Regions from separate parts of the Mus musculus genome. Here region 1 is linked to region 2. A link is a contact called in public HiChIP or PLAC-seq data. All regions are on one chromosome and are shown on one strand. Each heading gives the region's core, a stretch centred on a gene start, on an enhancer-like site or on the middle of the called end of the contact. The rest is flanking DNA. Distances are from core to core; before and after follow the strand shown. Region 1 overlaps Wdr70 (WD repeat domain 70). Region 2 overlaps Wdr70 (WD repeat domain 70).

Region 1 (3,871 bases), core at 958-3,457, 40 kb before region 2:
TCAGCCCCTGTTTTCTGTTCTTTGCCAAATTTTAAGTTACTTTAGAGACTTTCCATATGATCTTGAATAAATTCTGGTCACTGCTTGCTTATGTACCAAATTTACATAGACCTGTGAGGGGTACTTTAATTGGTTTCTAGAAAGGGGTGCAGTGCTCACTGGGCCACACTTTGTTCTTATTGCATCTCTCTACCTCTCACCTACCAATTCTCCTGGGTGTTCTGAGAGAGAAAGAGCCTAGGAAGAGACCAGTAGGATGCTGCTGAGAACAGTCCAGATCCACATTAGTGTCAGGAGGAGCCGACCCAGGACAGCTAGTCCTACCTTATTATGCATCCCATTCTCTCCTTGGCAGCTGGCAATGAGAGCACCTGCAGCACTGATGAGGAAATGCAATGGGTGAACAGGCTTAATAGACACAGCGTGTAGCTCACAGTAATGCTAGCTGCTGATAGCTTCTATAGCTATGTCTGTGTGTGTTGTTCTTGTTTGTTTTATTGCCCCTGTTTAGACAAGAGACGGGTAGTATCTGCCTTAGACCAATGAGTGTGTAATAGTGTAAAGTGATGTATTACATAGTTGGAGGAACAGTTACTCCGTGTTACCAGTCTCAAGCTACACTGCTGGTCCTGGGGCTGTAAGGTGACTGGATTCACTGAGCGCTATTATTATTGTGCTGTCCCATGCATACTCAAAGAAGGAACATGACAGTTTTTCAAAAAGTAGATATTTGAGTGAGTAGCCTTTCTCCTGGAGCCAGAGGCAAGTATTTGACTTTTTGCTCTGACAGTTTCTTGTCATGTATATATGGGTAAGTTTTCTTGTTGGCCAAATGAGATAATTATGTGTAGTTCAGAGAGGAGGAAATTAGCGAATATAGTGTAGCTGTCCCAAGTAGCAACATATTAGATAAATGTAGCTACTGTTATTATCATCATCCTTTGTGTTATTATTGTCACCACCAGTATAACAAGTTAAGAGTATTTCTAAATTACAAGGGATACCTTCCTTTGGGCTAACAGTGATCTCGTAAGCATAGGACTTTCCTTAAACATTATATATGTTTTCTAATCCACAAATCAGCTAGTTTGGGGCCGAATCTAGTTTGCCATCTCCTTGTGTGGATGCTGTTTTGTGGGCTTTTGTTTATTGACACACATTTGTATCCATTTGTCCACGTACTGTGTCTGTCTGTGGTACTCAGCAGAAGTAAGTCCTTGTAACAGGATCTGTAAAGTTCTCAAAGTCTAAAATAGTTACTGTTTGATCTATCCTTTCCAGGCAAGTCCACCAAGCCTTGCTCAAGACGCATGTTTCCCACTTAAGGACCAGAGAGTACTAGTTCAGTCCATGCTGGTGTATGTTATCTGAAAAAATAGTTCCGTAGTCAAACTTAGGGGAATGTTAGAGAGGTTGATTTATTCCAGGACGGTTACTTAAAAGACTCTGGCTTTTAATATACTGATGTGCATTGTGAATCTTCAAGATGAGGCCATGGTATGCAAATAAACTCTAGTTTCCCAGGCTTGCTTGGCCATGGCCCTCCAATACGATGATGTTACACACAGCATTCATTCTCTGGGAAACCCTGTTCTTGGACTGTCTCTGGGAGGATTAAATCATTCCTCTTAGTGATTTAAGTGATAGCCTCATTTGGAGACCTGTACAAGATTCTGGAATTCTGTATTGGTTACCCCATTTTTCTAATCAAAATTGTATTTGCTTAAAATCAGAACAGTTAAACATACATGTCACATATTCAATCTAATCAGACATTATCCCCAACTCAAATGATTCTTATGATATCTCATGATTATGAGCCAGAATCTCAAAGTCCAAGACAAGCTGTTTCTTCACTTCATGCCTTCTTGAAAATGTAAAAGTACAAACCCTTTGTGAGTTTTTTTTACCCACCCACACTTCTAAAGCATAAATCTAGAGCACCTAACTGGTATAACAACTGATCTCAGCTAGGGTTTATAAGAGAGGAGATTAATGTGAAGGTAGCTTTTGCCCTAGCCTTAAGGGGCTTGTTTTATAGACTAAAGTAAACACCTTGAATTTCAATTTGCAAGCACGCAGGGAGCCAGAAGATTCCAGAGCACTGGCGTCATATTCTGCCTGTGACTCACATAGCTCAGTGGCTGAGCGTTCTCCGCAGCTGCAGTTTCCAGCTGGCCACCAGATAGAACCCTAGGTAGTCATACACTGCAGTCACGTGGTCTGAGATGACCAAACAGGCATATCATTGCGACATAGCCTGTTTGTGAATGAAAGCTGGACTGTCCTTTTGCCAAACCCAGATAGAAAACAAATGCTCGATCGCACTGGTTGCTGTGGGGCTGTGGTGGTTGCAGCAGTGACCCTGCACTAAGTTAGAGCTCTGCTGGGAGGTGCAGTCCTGCTCGTAAGTATGTCCTCCTTCTCTCTGGGTGAGTTCCTCACCAGTAGCTCAAGATCAGTACTTAAGCATTCTGTCACACTCCAGACCTGATGGACTTAAAACTAGGAAATGCTTCGTAGAATGGTGGCCAAACATGTGTTCGCCTTCCCAATGGTTCATCAGGTCAAGAAGATCTCATGTCTTACCTTTAGTTCTTTGCTATATGTATGAAGGAATCTCTGTAAATGTTATTGCATTGTAAATGTAGGTCCTGAATTTTTCATTGATTCATTTCACGGTTTAAGGAATGATAAGTGGACTGTTCGGTGTCCTCCATTGTTGGCTACTGTCATTTGATGGACAGCATGTAGCACTTATCCATGTGTGCTGGAATCCAAAGTTCTGTCCTCATGCTTCAACCGCAATCACTTAACCCCCGTGTCATCTCTGCATCACCATGACTGTCTTTTATCTCTAAATCATTTCTTTAAAAGAAAGGAAAGAAAAAGGGAGTCATGAATGGTAGGAGGAAATGTTTGATCTCTAATGTTCATTCTCAATTTGATTGGATTAAGAAATTAATTAGTGAGGCACATTTTGGGGTGTCTCAGAGGGCAGGCCTTTCCAGATAGGATGAATTGAGTGACAGAGACAGAATATGAGCATCAGACTGAATGAAAGGGCTAAAAAGGATAAAACCAGTTGGCCTGCCTTTTATGGTCATCCCAAATGTGAGGAAGCTCCTAGTGCCACCCGTGTGGCGTGCCACATCTGCGAGCTGTTCCTGCTGCCGTGAGCTTCCTTGCCATGATGGGCTGTAACCTCAAGTTATGAGCCAAGGCAAATCCTCCCTTGCCTAAGTGGCTTCTTGTTAAGACATTTTGTCACAGCAATAGGTAACTAAAAGAGAAAGGAAAATAGACAGGAAAAACATCAAAAAGGAAACGTCAGAAATATGAGGCAAAGTCTACCTAGCACCATAAAGAAAAGCACTGTATGGTGAATCCTTCTATGTCTTCAGATGAGGTGTCTCCAGGCAATCTCTTCTCTCACTGTTTAATCATCCATATTACATTATGTTAACCTGATATTAGGAAATGTATAAAAGAAATGACTATAATCACTGGAAATAAACTACAACATCTAGAGATAATGGTTATCTGAAGCTAACAATAGCCAGAGTTAACAAACATTGCTAGAGTGAATTCTTACTCCCATAGGTAGGCACAAAATGGGCAAAAGACAGGTGCCATGACCATTTTAAGTACGAGGCACACTGAAGTACAGTTACGTTGAACCGAAGGGAAACAGGACCAGTTTATGATGAATATGGTTTGGCAGAATGTTGAATTCTGAGAAAATTGTATGGCACCAGACAATACTTGTCTGGGCCAGCACAGCTGATTTCTTCCAGGCTGGGTTTTGGCTCTGTGGTTAGCTAGATGTTAAATCAGAGCTACGGAGTTTAGGATGGCTCACTCATCTTGA
Region 2 (4,006 bases), core at 835-3,334:
TCACCATCATTCTTCTCTCCAAGGAGCAAGTGGTGCTTTCCCGTCCACAGAGTGTTTGGTAGAGCACCAGCCACTGTCCTTAGACTGGTCAGACCATCTGCACCAAGCTGCTTTAGGATGCTGGGAGGTAGCTCTGTGAGGTGCTCTGTCTCAGCATGGCCTGTAATGGTGGAGATGTTTGCAGAACTGTAGGGTTGACAAAATGGATCCCTGGTCCTTGGTTTGTTACCATGTTCACCTCTTCAACACCAGAGATACTGTTTACCCCTAACTTCTTTAAGGAGAAATGCAGGTTGTTTGTTTGTTTTTGTTGTTGTTTTTTTATCGTCTGCTATGGCTGTTGTGTGAACCACTTTCTTCTTTCTCCGAGGGGTTCCTTTCCCACCAATGCACACTTGGTGGGTTTTTCCTGGTTCATGATCGTTTCTTTCATCTTGTCAGAGTGGAAATGGGGCTGCTCGGGGGGACTAAGGTTCAGGCGCACACACTCAGGGATGCAGACTCACTAGGGCTTCTTATACACAGGGCTGCACAACTGTGCACATCTATTTTCCAAATAGGTACCAGGTGGGTTATGGGAAGTCACTGAACTTGCTGCTTCTTCCAAGGAATCAGGTTTGCTTCTTTGTCCTTCTTCCACGAGACAGAAACCAAAGGTGAAAATCACAGATGGTGTGTGGTGTTCAGTGAGGGTCAGCAGCTAGGAAGGACCAGGAAGTGGTGTTTGAACATAATCCCGTTTAAGGTATAAAATTATAAGGATGCTGGGCTTGTCTTCTGTTTAGATATATGCATCACACACATGTAAGGTGTTGCTCAGGCATTGAGTTCGTTTATAGCAACGTTTGTGAACCCTGATTTACTGGTACCATCTGCTCCCCGTCTCCTGGCGTTGCTGGGGTTCAGTGGAAGGCACTTGAATTCTGGGCCAGCATTCTTCCACCGAGCCACGGTCTCAGCCTCCTTTTTCCTTTCAAAAATCAACTTGATAAGATTCTAGTTCTACGTTGCAAAGGTTTGGGAACGATTTAAAACCTCCCAGTTTTGTTCACTGTTCAATACAAGGCTCCACTGCATAGTACATAGCATAAGGAAATAAACGAGAGAGTCGGGGTACCCGTTCCCTCCCCTCTGTAAGTTACGCAAGCACTGCCCTCTCCCGGTCTCAGTTTACTTTGTTTGTTTGCTTGGTGTTTTTTATCTATGAGATGAATGAGGTTACTACTTTTGTAAAGACCTCCAGGGCTCAGTGGGAAGACACTTGCCGCCAAACCTGATGGCCCGAGTGCAGTACCCCAGCTGCGCACGGTGGACAGAGAAGACTGTCTTCCAAAACTTATCCTCTGACTTTCTTATTTTTGTCATAGCACATGCGCCCCCCATACATAAACAAGTAAATGTAATAAAAATAAATGAATAATAATATAAAATTCCAGGTACCTACAGTTCCTTTCTCACATGTCCTAAAATTCACGTTCACTCCCTGCTCTTCTTTCCTCCCCTGCTCGTCTCCATGGTTTCAGTTAAAGTAAACCAGAAAACCATAGAAATAATTACTTGGAATTTTTGTGGCCATCTCACTTTTGCTAAGGCGTAGTTCCAGAATCGCTGCCTTGGAATCCTGACACTGTTGGTAGTGTACGCCACTCTCTTCATCTCCCCTCTTCCTTTTGGTATCTGCAGGGATAGAAGATCTCTGTGTTGAGGACATCTGTGTATTGTAACTGAGCATGGCCATCTTGCTTATGAGTGCCATCATTACTTGCTAGCTCTTGGTGCCAGCTGCTAGAGCTAAGTCCTTCCAGTGCAGTTTGTGGTAAAGGCTGTCTCTTTGGTATTGTAGGTCTGGTGTTCCTGGGACTGTCTCTCGTCCCTTGATTTGGGAATGTCTTTCCCTTGCTTTGCAGCACTGTTCAGAACATGTCAAAGGTCCAGGCATGTTAACCAAAGAGGCATCTCTTAAAGAGAGGATGAAGGAGCTTGGGCTGTTTGGCTAAATGAGTGATTGCACTCTCTTTCTTTGTATTTATAACTCATCTGTCTTCTGATGGTTCTGGGCTCCTAGCAGGCACGTGTCCATTGTTGTTGAGCAAAGCCCAGTGTATATGTCTGACAAATTAGCAGTGTGGCAACTCTGCTTGCTGCCGCCGGACTCAGGGATTGTTTGGTTTGGCAAATGGCCAGCTCTCTGCTATAAGATGCATTTCCTTGACAGGACAAAGTATGGAGGCACATTAGCTGCAAAGTTTGCAAAGGTCAGCTAAACACATACAATAAATATTAATAAACAAAAAAGGCCCACCCACCTTTGACTTTGAACTCTTGTTTCTTCACTCTGTGTTTTGGAATCCCTGTAGGATTTGATTAATAACCAGTCTTAAGGTAATTGAGCCTCAAGTGTCCTGTGCCTAAGCTGATCTTCTCGCCGGCCTCCCATTGGCTGCCTGGGTGACTCATTGCCACAGTGGAGTGGTCTCTGGACTAACTGTTTAGGTCAAGGGCTCTTACTTGCAATCCCCTGCTTGTGCGTGAGAAGCGGGTAAATGTGATTGTCTGCCAGCGACTGCTGGGCAGTCCTGTGGGCTGTGTCTTGGAGCTCTGGAGATAAAGAATTGGAGCAGGAATAGAGGTGAAATGCCTTCAGACTCCCTGGAAAGCAACCAGACGTTGGTCTGTTGGCCTGAGCAGTCGCCTCTCTAACATTTACACCCTCTGTGGAAAGGGAGAGAGTAACAGTAACCTGCTGCCCCTGGAAACTGCCTGTTTGGCTGGGTGTCTTGGAATTTATCAGGCCTACATTGTGGATCTTTTCCAATTCTGCACCCTGCTCACTTGAGAACCAGTAACTGCTTAGCCAGACCTGTAGAGAACCAAGGAAGAGAAAGAACTCTAAAGCCATGTCGCTAGCATTGTCCTGGGACCATTCGTGGGTGGCTGGGGTTTCTGAAGGCACTTGAAAGCCCCTTGGCCCCTTTTCTTGCTCTCTGGTTCATAGGTGTCTATTCTCTCCAGGACTACAGAAAGAATCAACCCTGCTGGATTTGTATGATGGTTGGTTATAATACACAGACATCAAATTCTTCCTGATGGAAAAGGATAGTTTTTAAATTGAAAATTGTCTCCAACTCTGCTTAACAAAGTAACCCATTCAGGAATAGCTTTTAACTTACTTGAAGAGTACCAGACATTAATCTAAGGACCCGGAATATACTGCTGAACAAAGCTAATCCAGATCTCTGGCCATGGAACATGAATTCTAGTTGAGAAAGGCATAGCAAAATTAATTTAAAAAATCAAATTCTGTATTAAAGATATATGCTATGGCGAAAGGGAAGCAGAGTGAATGGAGTTAAAGGGCCATGGCTTTAAATAAAGTGGGCTTAAAGGGTAACATCATTAGGGCCTGAGTAGGGGAGAATGGACTCCTGTGCCCTCTGCCCTCTGCCCTCTGCCCTCTGCCCTCTGCACATGCACTGTGGTGCACACATCCTCCCTCCTCATAACTAACCAAATGCATGTAGAGGAGAGAACATTAGGAAGGAAAACTGAGCCATCAAGTGTAAAGGACTCCAGTGGTTCAAATGGGGCAAGTGTGTCTACTGTCACTGTTGTTTGATTTGCTTTTTAACACTTGCTTGCTAGCCGACATTGGAGAGCAGCGCCCCAGATTTGAGGAAAGCTAAGGAAATGTGGAGACCTGTTCTTTCAGCCCGCCCCACCCCCACCTTCACCTCCACGGGGCGGGGCAGGAGGATGCCAACACTGACTCTGGAATGACTCAGCCCACTTCAGTGGCACACAGCTTACAAACCACCTTGGAGTATTGTTGGATGTGAATTAGCAACTTGCAGGCTCTTTGTAGCTTTCTCCATAGTTCTGGAGTATCAGAAAAGGGTTTGCAGCCATTTAAGCATCACCAGTCAGGTGAGAGTAGAGTTTCTACCAAAGGGATTTCAGAGTTTGCAGGTCTTCCTTCTTAATGGAAGAGCGGGATGTTAGAGGCAAG

Evidence for each region. HiChIP or PLAC-seq counts read pairs in DNA pulled down with a chosen protein or histone mark.
Region 1: a contact with region 2 is called in an HNF4G HiChIP or PLAC-seq map of pancreatic cancer cells. The contact joins two enhancer-like sites. A contact is called at or near these places in 2 of 15 datasets of contacts at CTCF or cohesin (CD8 T cells and the NIH/3T3 cell line), 7 of 484 Hi-C or Micro-C datasets (the C2C12 cell line, embryonic stem cells, nephron progenitors and 1 more), 5 of 115 datasets of contacts at active chromatin or transcription factors (CD8 T cells, cardiomyocytes, embryonic fibroblasts and 2 more) and 1 of 9 other capture datasets (adipose tissue).

The regions. Positions count from the first base shown.
Region 1 is chr15:7,930,132-7,934,002 of GRCm38.p6, reverse strand. The region is part of intron 10 of Wdr70 (WD repeat domain 70); the gene reads left to right. Among named protein-coding and RNA genes, the nearest start is that of Gdnf, 120 kb to the right of the region's middle. Within about 2 kb of position 2,207, at least 58 of the 459 cell types and tissues checked have an H3K27ac peak or open chromatin away from gene starts, as enhancers often do. A contact at or near this core is called in the C2C12 cell line and pancreatic cancer cells, where this site is marked.
Region 2 is chr15:7,890,214-7,894,219 of GRCm38.p6, reverse strand. All of the region lies in intron 13 of Wdr70 (WD repeat domain 70), which reads left to right. It also overlaps the pseudogene Gm7686. Among named protein-coding and RNA genes, the nearest start is that of Gdnf, 77 kb to the right of the region's middle. Within about 2 kb of position 2,084, at least 23 of the 459 cell types and tissues checked have an H3K27ac peak or open chromatin away from gene starts, as enhancers often do. A contact at or near this core is called in the C2C12 cell line and pancreatic cancer cells, where this site is marked.